Linked DNA regions of Columba livia: region 2 is linked to region 1. Evidence: chromatin contacts called from public Hi-C data. All regions are on one chromosome and are shown on one strand. The core of a region is the stretch at or near the end of the contact, and the rest is flanking DNA. Distances in the headings are between cores, read along the strand shown.

Region 1 (5,612 bases), core at 1,121-3,620:
GCGTCACCATCTTCACAGCCAAAACCTGGTGTGGTTTGGCTGACACTGCCCTTAGGATGAACACAGATGTCCTGGGGACAGCAACTAGTGTCCCTTTGCTGTTTGTCCCCAAAGAAACCCCTGGTCTGTACCTCAACCCCAGCAAGGAGAGGGGACACAAGCTGGGAGGCTGCGGCCACACTCCTGCCCAGGAGACGTCTCAGGGTGTCCCGTGTCCCTGTCACTGGCCACCAGCTGCTGTCCCCAAACGGAGCCAGTTGGGCACCCAGTGCAGCTTGGGCTGGGACCATCCATCCCACCTTGTCCCTCTGCCACTGGCTCTCACCGGGAGGCTGAAGCATCACCAGCGACACCGCTGAACCCCCTCAGCAGCCCAAAATATAGAAAAGGTATTTATTTTATATAGTGTGAGATATGCTATATACTACAAATCGTATGCTAGATAGTAGATATAGTGTGTGTATATATATATAAAATACACTGCGTGTATAATATTGTGAGTACGGTAACTGTGTATGTGTGTGTATACACATACATACCTTTATACACATACATATAGAGAAAATTGACTCTTTATGCCTACATGTATACACATACATATATGTATACAGCATATCATACATACCATACATATATACACATTTACACACCAGATAGATATATGTATATGCATATAGATATATGAGCATGAATATATGCACGTATATATGCACACACAAATATATATATATATACACATATATAAAACATTTCTAATACATGTATATATGGTGTGCATGGTATGGTGGGGGAGAGAGAGAGCGTATGTACATGTGTGTAGGGAACAGTGAAGCTGCTCTGGCTTCATGGCCGGTACAGGGTGGTGGGGAGGAAGAGGAGGAAGAGGAGGAAGAGGAGGAAGAGGAGGAAGAGGAGGAAGAGGAGGAAGAGGAGGGAGATGAGGAGGAAAGCACACGGCAGGGAGAAAGAGGGAGAATACAAACTGCTCCCACTTACAGAAGCTCCCCTCTTTGATTAATTGTGCTTTCTGTTTGATAAATGTTACGCACGAGTATAAAATATGCAAAGCACTTAGCAAGTTCACACTGTTTAAAGAACTCAACTAACTAAATTAAAATTCTGTGATACGAAGGGAGCTGCTGACGAGCAGCGTGGCAGCCCGAGCAGGGACCCCGCGCCACGGCCACGCGTCCCCCGCGCATCCCTCCCCAAACCGAACCAGAGTGGCGGGTACCAGCTCCCTCCCGCCTGCATCAGAGAGGAGAAAGGAGGAGGAAAACCCAGCCTAGGTCCAGCCTGCTGAGCTCTTGAGCAAGAAACCACAGGCAGGACAGAGGGACTTGACTGGGGGCAAAGATTTCTTTTTCCAAAGTTAAGTCTTCACTGGGCTGACAAATCCTTCTGCAAGGTACGACCCCACACCCGCTCAGCCCTGACAAGAAGAGACTAAAACAACCCACGCTTCGTAAAACCTCCTGGAAGTTTTTGCCCACACGGTGTGGCGAGGCACTGCTGGAGAGCCAGCCCTAAACCCAGCCCTAAACCCAGCCCTAAGCCCCCATCACATCCCACAGAAGCAGGAGGTAGATCCGATGCCGGTAACAAGCCAGCTCAGCTTATCCTTGCAGTTTGAGCAATAATTTAGCCCCTCTGAACCCACCCGGCTGTAAATCCTGGCACAGACACGTCCCAAACATTCATTTCAGGCAATGCAGTTTGTGTCATCTTGGCATTAGCATTTACACTCTTATTAATTAATACTTGTTAAACTGCGACTAAAAATAAAGCGCTCGGCTCCTGGTCTCAGCTAACGCTTCTCTGCCCTCACCCAGCAGCGCAGCTGGGCTGTGGCAGGCTCAGCTCCCTTCTCCATAGCCAAAAAGGAGCGGGGGGGTGGGGCGGGAAATAAAGGGCTGTGTTGAAGCAGGAATCCTGCTAAAGCAAAATTCACCTCTCTCCACACAGCCTGGGTGGAACAAACCGACGGCTCAGCTGTTGCTCAGGGCATGAGGCAGCGTGAGGTTCGCTCCCGCCTCTGCTCCTCCCCGGGACGAGCTGCGGGGTGACGGGGATGGCAGCACATGCAAGATTTAACCTTTATTTTTCCATTCCAGCTCCTGAACTTGTTTTGCTGCTTTTTCTTTCTCCCTGGACTGGGCCTGGTTGGCTCAGTTGTTCCTCCCATTGGGAGCTGGTTTTGTTTCACAGGTGGGACACCCTGGCAGGGCTTCTGTCTGGGAAGGAAAGGGTTAAACGCGGTGGGCACAGGTGGGCTGTTGTCCCTGCACACAGGCAATTAAACTGGAAGGGCAGCAGCAAAATTCCCTTTTCCTTCCCTGGGGCTGCTGCCCATCCACATCCCTTTGGCTGCAAAGCCAGTGTCTGCACGTGTGGGTTATTGCTACTGCCAGGGAGAAAAGGGCCTGAAATGGGGTGAAAAAGGCTTTTGGGGAACGCCAGGGGTGAAACCAGCTGGGTTTGGTGCTCCTACACTCCAGCCAAACATAAGCCCTGCGAGTCTTCTTGTTTCCTTCCTTCCCAATAGCCTGAGCTCTCGGGGCCCCTTCAGACCTAAGCGAAGAAAGCAAAGTCTCAGCACAGGCTGCTTCCCATATAGATTCCATACATTGCCCATGGCTCTATAGCACACAGACCTGCAGTGCATATAGAGCTGGGGCACATGGCCGGCATGGGGCTGGCTGAGGGAGGCTGTGCCGGCTCCCTGGCGCTATTGCTGGGGAAAGCAGTCTGGTCTGCAATATTTAATAACATTAATAATATTTAATAATAATAATAATAATAATAATAATGATGATGATGATGATGTTTAAAAACCTTTATTAATGAAAGCCCAAAGCCTGCAAATTCATGCAACACTGGGAAAGCCCCAGGTTACCAATCTGCATGACTTCAACCACCGGATCTTGCAAGACTTGGCCATGACCTCTGCTCCTGGCTTGGGTGCTCTTAATTTTCCTGGAAAGCCCAGGCTCCAGCAGAGCAAAGCTGGAGGTCAGGATCCCACCCTCCTGGCTGTGCTGGGGCAGCCCAGTGTGGAGCTGGGGGTGCTGGAGCTGCCCATGCCCAGGTCTCATCTGAGCCGGGTCAGGTACCGGAGCCGGCGGCACTTGGTGCAGCACAGGGGGTGAATGCTAATGATGCCGAGCTCCTGAGAGAAATGATCAAATTCTCTGTATAAAGCAGGAAGGAGAGGAAGGGGAGGGGGGAGAAAGGGAAAATAACTCCACAAATTAATTCTGCTGATGAAAATTAAAATCAGGCATCGCCAAACCAAGCCCAGAACAAGATGGAGCCACAGCCCCAGTGTGGCCACAGCCACCCTCCAGGGTCGCGTCTGCCTGAGGTTTGCTCCCGTTTGTCTCCAAAAAGCCCCCAGATGTGTTAAGCCAGCAACCCCCAATGCGGGTAAAGGTGCTGCAGCCTCTGGGGCAGGATCAGGCCAACCCAGCTGAGAGCATCACGGCTCCAAGAGGGTTTATCTTCACCTCTGGTGCCTTCGCTTCATTCAGATTTACCTGCCCTGAGGGTGGGCACCCAGAATTGTGAGATTTCTTTCCATGTCAAAGATTTAAAAAATGCAATGCTGAGAGCTTTTTATTTATTTCTATTAACTTCTGGGCTTTGAGCCTTTAAAGACTTACTTTTCCCCCCTGCGCTCTACAGCAAGGACGGCTCTAAAGGTCCTTCTGGCCTGAAACAAAGGCAGAAACTCGGCAGCGATTGCAGGACTCCAGGAGCTGCTGCTTTAAAAAGAAAACTGGCCTTAAAAAGAAAATAAGGTAAGAGTTTGGGATCGGGCTGTGTTGCAGGATCCAATCCCCCAGCTTGGAAAACCTCCCGCCAGCCTGGGAAGTCCCATGGGAGGGACGTGGCTCCAGCATTCCCGGGGTGGCTCTGGGGACACAAGGGGACTTTCCTGGTCTTGGACAGTTCAGATGGCACGGAGGAGGGCGCAGGGCTCTGCACCAGCGGACACCAGGGTTGGGGCCGCAGCGATCCTGGGGGCACCCATGGGTGGGACAGTGGGACCCACCCCAAACCCTACCTTCCTTCCCTTACCATCCCCTCTCCCCGGCCATGGTTTCATTTTGACCCCGGGCTGCTTTCCTCCTCCCTCCGTCCCTCCTCGCTCCCTCCATCCCTCCTCCCTCACTCACTGCTGCCAAGTCCGCAGGTTCCCGCTGTGACCTTGAGCTGGTTCCTGGAGCCGGTTGTGGGTTTCTTAAAGGAGCCGTGGGTGCTCCCAGCACCCCCTTCCTGCTCCCCCAAACCCCAGCACAGCCACGCACTGGGACCCCAGGGGATGGAGGAACAAGGAATGAGACAAGGGGATCCCCAAGGGCACAGAAATTGGGAAAAAGTGGCCAAATCTCAGGCCGTGGCTCGGCTGCTGCGTTTTCTCTGGGGGCAAACAGCCACGGGAAGGGGGTTCCCAGCCACCAGACCCAGCGCTGAGCAAGGGGTGGGTGGGCAAAGCCCCCGCTTGTGCCTGGTACCCAGCACTGGTGGGTGCACAGGGAAGGCAACAGCCCGCCCGCCATGGAGATCTGCACCTGGAGCCTCGGCAGGGCAGAAACCTCCCAAACTGCCCTTCCCAATTCCCTGAATACACCTCAACCGCCCCCTGAAAAATCCTCTGGGTTAACCCTGCTTGGCCAGGGCGGGAACAATCTCTTGGGCTGAGACTGAGAAGCCAAAAAGCATCTCAACATGCCAACAGTTCTGGTGTGGATATGCACATGGAGACTCTGCTGGGAGCAGAGGTGTCCTGGCACCTCTGCCATGGAGGTTTTAAGCCACAGCTTGGCTAAGCTGGGTAGATGGAGGTTTCAGCCTTGCTTGGCCAGCCCAGGCCATGCTAAAAGCTCCATCAGCTGGAGAGGACCCCAATCGATAAGTGCCTTCAAGGCAAGCGATAAAACTTTGAAATTATGCAGGCAACAATCAGTGCTCCGCAGTGAAGGTACTGTTTAATTCATGGGAATGGTCTTGGGGAACCAGGAGGGAGGGTCTTAAATTAGGGAGAAAGTACAAGGGGCCACACTGCTGCTATCTATGTTGGGTCTAGGGTGCTTGGATGAGCTTGGAAGATGCTGTGGTGACAAAGCTACTGCCCAAACTTCCTCACTGCAGTGCCCCAGCGCAGCAACTCATCCAAAACCCGCTGAGGTTTTAGAGAAACCCAGAGGTACCCCAGAGGTCTGAGCATCTCTCAATTCTCAGGAGCTGCTGCAGCATCGCTCCCTACAGGTACCCGGATCACAAGATCCCACAGATCAGCCTGGAGACCCCAAAAGCAAGTGAACTGGAAACCAGCAACATATTCTGACCCAGGCATGGAGCCCATGATAGCCTGTAGCGGCGTAGGTGGGAGCAGGAGGGGATGTTCTCAGCCTCCTGTGTTACAGATACATACGGAGGAAACCGAGGCACGGTGGGGTTACAGAAGCAGAAGAGGTAACTGGTGGTTAACAGAGAAACTCAGCAGGGCTCATGCCACGGAATAACCAGCCTCTCAGGGGAGGAAACCTAGAGATTGCCCTCTGTATTATTACAAAAATATGGGCCACATCTGGACCACATAAAGGCAC
Region 2 (6,510 bases), core at 1,116-3,615, 99 kb after region 1:
TCCCCAATGCCCAGGAGGCTACAAAAAATACTGCAGAGCCACAGCTGGGGCTCAGTCCATGAGCACCCCATGAGGGCAGAGCCTTTGAGCTCGCACACCAAGAGTAAGGCCTGACTCAGGCCACCAAAGCACCCAAAGCTCAGCACTGGTTTGCATGATGTGCCCCAAACCCCAGCCGTGCTGTACCCTGTATTATCTGTGCTGACCAGCCCTGGGTATCACCTCCCAGCTCTGTAGCTGCAGCACAGTCACAGGCTTGGAAAAGCCAACATGCAGCCAGGAAGGGTCGCAAGGGAGGGAGACCAGAGGAGAAGAGAAAGGAGACGGTGCAATCCCCCACCTTGGATACTGCCTGTACCCACTGCCTTGAGCTACAGCCATGCTCTAGACAGGGTTGTAGTTGTTTCCCACATTATGAACAAGGAACCGAGTCAAGAGCATCCAACAAGAGCCTGGGAATGCACAGAGTATCATTGACTCCGGTTCGCATAGGTGAGAACAGCTTGTGGGGAAGGCTGCTCCACAAACAAGGCTGCACAAGCAAGGAAGACTTAGCCCATGTCGCTCAGGGGACAACGAGCTGCCCCAGCCCAGCTGTTGTCCCAAGAGCCTTTCCACAGGGAGAAAATCCTCCATGGTTCTGGGCCTGCTCCCCTTCCCCTGGGTGAAGGACATGGGTGAGCTGAGCCAGCAGAGCCCAGCCGGACAGGGAATTAAGCAAAGCCCCCAGCCCTCAGAGCACATCCCAATGGCCCCAGATTTTACACAGTGCCCCCAAAGCTGACAAGCCCAGTGACCACCTTACATGCTGTCCCTGTGGTTTGGAGGTTGGGCTGTACCAGTGGGAACAAGGGCTTTGGGGGTTTGATATCAAGTGGGGTCCCCACAACCTGCAGACGCAAGGCTGCCTGTAGTCACCACTAAGATACACACACCAACACATCCCCCAATTCAGGCACCCAACATGGGGAACCTCCACAGTCAGTGCGGAAACCCCATCCTCTCCCTTCTGCCTTTTACAGAGGTGCCATTTCAGAAGCAGGTCTGCAGCTCCCATTGCCCCAGCACCACAGTCCCTCTGGCACTTCCTGACTCATTTTTCCTTTTCCCACCAAAACACCACAGCCCTCTCCCCTGAGCCTTCCAGCTACGCACCCACCGCCAGCTCTTACCTGCTGGCCAAGGGCTGTTCCTCTGCAGTGATACCAGCTTCTCTGAGTAATGCTGCTGCCTGGGCAGATGGCTGTGTCCCGCGGTGGCCAGGTCCTTCAAGCAACAAGCACGGGGTCAGCCCTGAGCCCCTACACCCCCTAACTTCCTCCATCCCACAAGGACCTGCCCAGAACCCCCCGCATCGCATGCACCCTATGAAGGAGCACCCAGCGGGGACCCCCCTGCTGCCCTGCAGGTTCAAAACAGCTGTGTGCAACGGGGTGGGATAGGAGCCCTTAATTAGCAACAGCCCGTGCATGGTCCTACTCACACTTTAGCGGAAAAAGTGCTGTGATTGAGGTCAATTTCTGATCAGTGACATGAACGGTCCTGCTTCCCCCGTAGGGGGAAACACCCGACTCCTCTCTGCCACGCGTGGGGTGCAGGTGGGTGTTTGCAGGGTGGGAGATGGGGTGTTCCTGCCGGGGGCTGCTCGCTGTTGGGGTGCGGGAGGAACCAGCAGTGCCAGCCCCTCACAGCCCTTAATGCTGCAGGGCTGGGGCACAGCGGAGGGGACACGGCAGGGGCTGCAGAGGGGACAAGCGGCTGCGTCCAGCCGGGACGGGGCAGCCCCTCCAGCACGATCCCAGAGGCTGCCGGTACCACCATAGGTGCCGGGAACAGGCAGTGCCCCGGGGATGTCACTGTGAGAGCTGCATAGGGACCCCGGTGTCCCCGGAGAGCTGATCGGCGTGGCCCGGGCTGCGACACCGCCCACCGAGGCGGGAGCCGCCCCCCGCTCACCTGTGTGAGGGGAGCAGCGCAGGCTGGCGGCGCCCCAGCCCTGCCCGCTGCCACGGGACCGCGCTGCCCGGCACAACCCGCCATCCCCCGCCCGGCCCGGCCGAGCCCCAGCCCGGTCCCACCGCCCTCCTGGGCCGCGCCGCGCCTGGCAGCATTTGAACGGCGCGAGGAACCCGCCTCGCCCCTATTGGCCACCGCGCCCGCCCATCAAGCCGCCCGCCGCCGCCCCGTTGGCAGCTCGCGCCGGGGGGGCGGGGCGGGGCCGGCGCGGTGCTATAAAATGCGGGGGCTGGGCAGGCGGGCGCTCAGTGCCGCTGCGCGACAGGTACCGGCCGGCGGGGGCGGAGTGGGGAGTGGGTGGGGCGTGGAGGGAGCGCGAGCGAGGGGGCGGGACAGGGCAGGCGCGCGCACGCGAGAAGGGCGGGCGGGGGCGGCGCGCGGGGAGGGCGGGGGCGCGCGCGGCGCTGGTGGCGCTGGCTGCACGCGCCTGTCCCCGCACGGCTCGCGGCAGCGGCAGCAGCGGAGCCACCGGCGCGCACGGCGATGCCCGCTCTGCTCCCGCCGCTGGCCGCCCCCTGAAGACACCCCTCTCTATTTCCCCCCTTCTCCAGCGACCTCAGGTTCTTTCCCCCCCTTTTCCTCCTTTCCCCCCCCTTCTATTTCCCTCCCCCCCCTCCCCCGCCTCTTTATCCTTTTTTTTGCGACCCTCCGCACCCTTCCCGGTCGCCGTGTGGATGCGGCCCGGGGTGCCTGGCTGCGCGGGTGGCGAGAGCAGATGCTGAGGGGCCGGAGGAGGATGGAGTGCACCCTCGATGCGCAGAGTTTGATCAGTATTTCCCTGCGGAAGATCCACAGCTCCCGCACGCAACGAGGCGGCATCAAGCTCCACAAGAACCTGCTCGTCTCCTATGTGCTCCGCAACGCCCGGCAGCTCTACCTGAGCGAGCGCTACGCCGAGCTCTACCGCCGCCAGCAGCACTACCCCGACGGCGCCCCGCTCCTCGCCATGCCCGCCTGCCCGCCGCCCGCCGCCGCCCCGCCGGAGCTGGCGGTGCTCCCGCTGCCCGCCGACACGCAGGACCGCGAGGCGCGGAGCTGCGCGGTGGTGCGGGGCGGTGCGGAGCTGCTGGAGGTGCCGGTATGCGCGGCGCCCCCGGAGCTGCAGCGAGCGCCTTGCAGAGACTCGTCCCCGGGCTTCTACCGGGCTACCGGCAGTGCCGGTCCCGGCGGCGGCAGCAGCAACAGCGCGGCCCCGGGGCTGCTTTACGCCGCCGGTTGTGACTTCGGGAGCGGTGGGGCGCCGCACTGTAGCAGCCGCACCACGGTGCTGGATTTGGACACTCACGTCGTGACCACGGTGGAGAACGGGTACTTGCACCAGGACTGCTGCTCGCAGTGCCCCTGCTGCTGCCAGCCGGCACCGGGGCTCGCCTCCCCGCCGCCCACGCCGGGCACCAAGCGCAAGTATTACCCGGGGCAGGAGGAGGAAGAGGAGGGGGTGGAGGAAGGGGAGCCGGGGGGAGGCGGGGTGGCGGGCGGCCCCCCCTTCGCCCCGTGCACCAAACGCGCCCGTTTCGAGGAGTACAGCGCCGAGCACCCCCAGGACTCTTCCAACATCTCCAACTTGATCTCCATCTTCGGCTCCGGTTTCACGGGGCTGGTGAGCCGGCAGCAGGCGGACTCGGAGCAGCCCCTCAACGGGCAGCTGTGCAGCAAGCAGGCGCTGGCGAGCCTGGGAGCCTGGACTCGGGCCATCGTCGCGTTTTAGAGAGGAGCGGGGAGCAAAGAGGGGAGGGGGGGGTTGCAAAACGGGGGTGCGATCCGAGGGACAGCGGCTCCGGAGAGGGGGGACCCTGAAACAAAGGCGAGGGGGGGGTTGGGACGAGGGGAGGGGGGGTGGGGGGTGCTGAGGGGTGCGCAGGGGAGGTGGGAGGGCAGAGCCACGCTAGTGTTTTATAAATTGTACAATAAAGAAAAAAATAATTAAGATCTTGGGACTTTATTTTTGCAGAGATGAGAGAAAAAAACAACAAAAAAAAATAAGCAAACAAAACAAACAAACAAAAAAAAACAACAACAACGAAGCACCTATTTAAATAATCCTCTTTGTGTCCGCTCGGGTTCTCTTTGCCGCGGGTTTCCCGGGGCCGGTGCTTGCGGCGGGGAAGCGCCACGTGAGAGCCGGGCCCCGCCGCACCGGCCCCGGGACCCCCGGCGGGAGCGGCCCCCGCCCGTCCGGGCTGCCCCGCGGGGCCCCCCCGGCTCCGCTAGTTTTGGGGTGCAGGGAGGAGCAAAGTACCCGCTGCCGGTTCGCTTTTGTGCGTTTCTTTATATATTAAAAAGAACATTAAAAAGAGGCAGAAATGAAAACATTTCAACTTTCCTCCCAGAAGAAACGTGTGCGATGCGACTTCTTCCCACCGTTTGTGCCGGGGTAACGCTGGAGGGTTACAAGAGCTGAATTTGGGGGGGGAGGGAGGGGGTGAAGCAGGGGCCGGGGGTCCCTCCGGGCTGCTCCCCGCCGGGAAGGGGCGAACCGCCCCCGGGCAGCCCGGAGCCCCCGCCCCGGTGTGTGTTTGTGGTGCCGCAGGTAACCGTGTAACGCTACTCACGTCTCCGGTGTGCTGTGTCGGGTCTCTTACTCTTTTTCTTTTCCTTAAGTTCAACTGTTCTGGTTTCAGCCTTCCAAACCATAAAACCAGCATTGTTTGGTCTTGTGAAGAGATCTGTCTCCTGTAGAGTCTCTCGGGTTGTTTTCGTATTTTTTTTTCTAAAAAAGAAAAGAAAAACCTTTTGTTGTAAAAAGGTGGGTTTTCTGCTCGTGTCCCCCCTCCCCTTGTTTATTTTTTTTGCAGCCTGTCCACTCCCAACTTCACGGTATCAGCACTATGTGTAACTGAGGATGCTTTGCCAAACGGTCTGTTGGGGTCTTTTTTTCTTTTTCTTTTTTTTTTTTTTTTTCTCCTTTTTCTTTGTTTGTAAGCCTGTAATTTTGTGCATATGGAATTGTATATCACCGGGTAAAACTGTTCAGATTTGTTTAAATTTATAATCTTAATAAAAAGTCGATTATAAAGTTGCTGTGCCCTCGCTTTCCTTCACACCGCAGCCCGCGGAAGCCCCGCTCCTGAGCCGCCCCTTCCCCTTTGCACCGGTGAACCTTTGAGGAGGCTCCGACCCCCCCCCCGCCCCGCAAACCCCCTTTGTCCCCATCCCAACACCATCCAGCTTCACCATCTCCCCCGCGCCGCCCCCTCGGCTGGCAGGAGGCAACAAAAGCCCCCGGTGGGTCTGGAGGTGTCGCGCAAAGCGAGTCCCAGCTGGGGAAGGGGATGGGGTTGGTGTCCCCTCCCCGCTGCCCTGGGCGGGGGGAGCCGAGGGACCCCCCGGCGCTGCCTCTACCTGCGCGGCCCGGCCCCCCGGCACCTGGGCAGCGCCGCCACCTCCGCGCTCCCCGATGCGCTCGGGAAGTTTATTTTGAGTTGGAGTTAGTTCTCGCCGCGCGGGGCCGCTCGGTGGTGCGTGCGGGTTCCTCCTTTATTTATTTATTTGTTCCCCCCCTCTCCTTTTTGTGTATTCCCCCCCCACACACCTCTTTATACCAAACGAACGGACCCGCGGGCGCTCCTCGCCCCCCACCGGCCGAACCTCAGCTGGAGACTTTCTAAAAACATGTTTTAAAATCCCGTGCAAAACGCGTAGTTTCCAGCATACAGCGAAAATCCCGCAGCTGGCCCCGCTCCTCCGCCCCCACACCCCCAGGACCCCTCCGCCCAGACCAACACCCGGACAAACCCCCTCCCCAGCCCCGCGCATCACCGCGGGAGCGCAGCTTTCCCCTCTCCCGGAGAGAGAGACCCGAAAAACGGGATTGCGGAGCGAGGTAGCGGGGGGGCTCGGCGGGTGCGTTCCAGCCGCAGAGGAGCCGAAGAGCGGAGCGCTCCCCCCGCCCGGCTCCGCTCCGCGCCCGCTCCGCACCCGCGCCCGCTCCGCACCCACAGCGCCCCCTGGCGTCTGCCGCGGGAGCAGCAGCGCCCCACCGGGGCTGGGGGGCGGGGGTGGGACGGTCCGACCCCTCTAGGGGCAGAAGAAGGGACAGGGGCGACCGCGTTGCCCCCCCCTCCCAACCCCTTCGGGCAGCAGGACCCGGCTGCGGGGCTGAGCCACTCACCCGCCTCCTGCTGCTCCTCCAAATAGCCCCAGAAAGTAGATCAACATTAAAAATATACAACCTGGAACCCTCCCGTCCAGGTGCAGCAGCGCTGGCGGGAGCACTGCTGAGCACACAAGCGCTCTGTGAGCCCCAGGAGCTGGATGTTCTGACCAGGTGACACTCACCTGCAGAGCCAGGGAGAAGCCCCTGTCCCTGCTCCCTGGCCACCCCAAGGCCTCCCCCAGCTCCGTCTTGCTCCCCTGCCCCGGGATTCCTGGCTCCCCAGCATGGAGGCGGCTGCAGAGGGGAGTCCCAGCCACGGGATTTGTAGAAGTAGCACCTTCTGCATGTATATCCCTGGTTGGGAAACCACAGCCACACACGGTATTTGGGGGAAGTTT

The links. Hi-C and Micro-C count contacts between places; a contact is called where the count stands out from the background.
Region 2: a contact with region 1 is called in a Hi-C map of liver, with 2.5 times the contacts expected there. The contact joins the promoter of IER5L here to the enhancer-like site in region 1. A contact is called at or near these places in 2 of 2 Hi-C or Micro-C datasets (crop and liver).

Annotation. Positions count from the first base shown.
Region 1 is chr19:5,267,606-5,273,217 of bColLiv1.pat.W.v2, forward strand. No RefSeq gene overlaps it. Among named protein-coding and RNA genes, the nearest start is that of NTMT1, 5.8 kb to the left of the region's middle. Within about 2 kb of position 2,371, at least 2 of the 3 cell types and tissues checked have an H3K27ac peak away from gene starts, as active enhancers do.
Region 2 is chr19:5,366,153-5,372,662 of bColLiv1.pat.W.v2, forward strand. IER5L (immediate early response 5 like) reads left to right here and starts at 2,366. Exons shown (of 1, transcript XM_065035841.1): 1 at 2,366-4,033. The coding sequence starts at 2,732. The coding sequence ends at 3,724.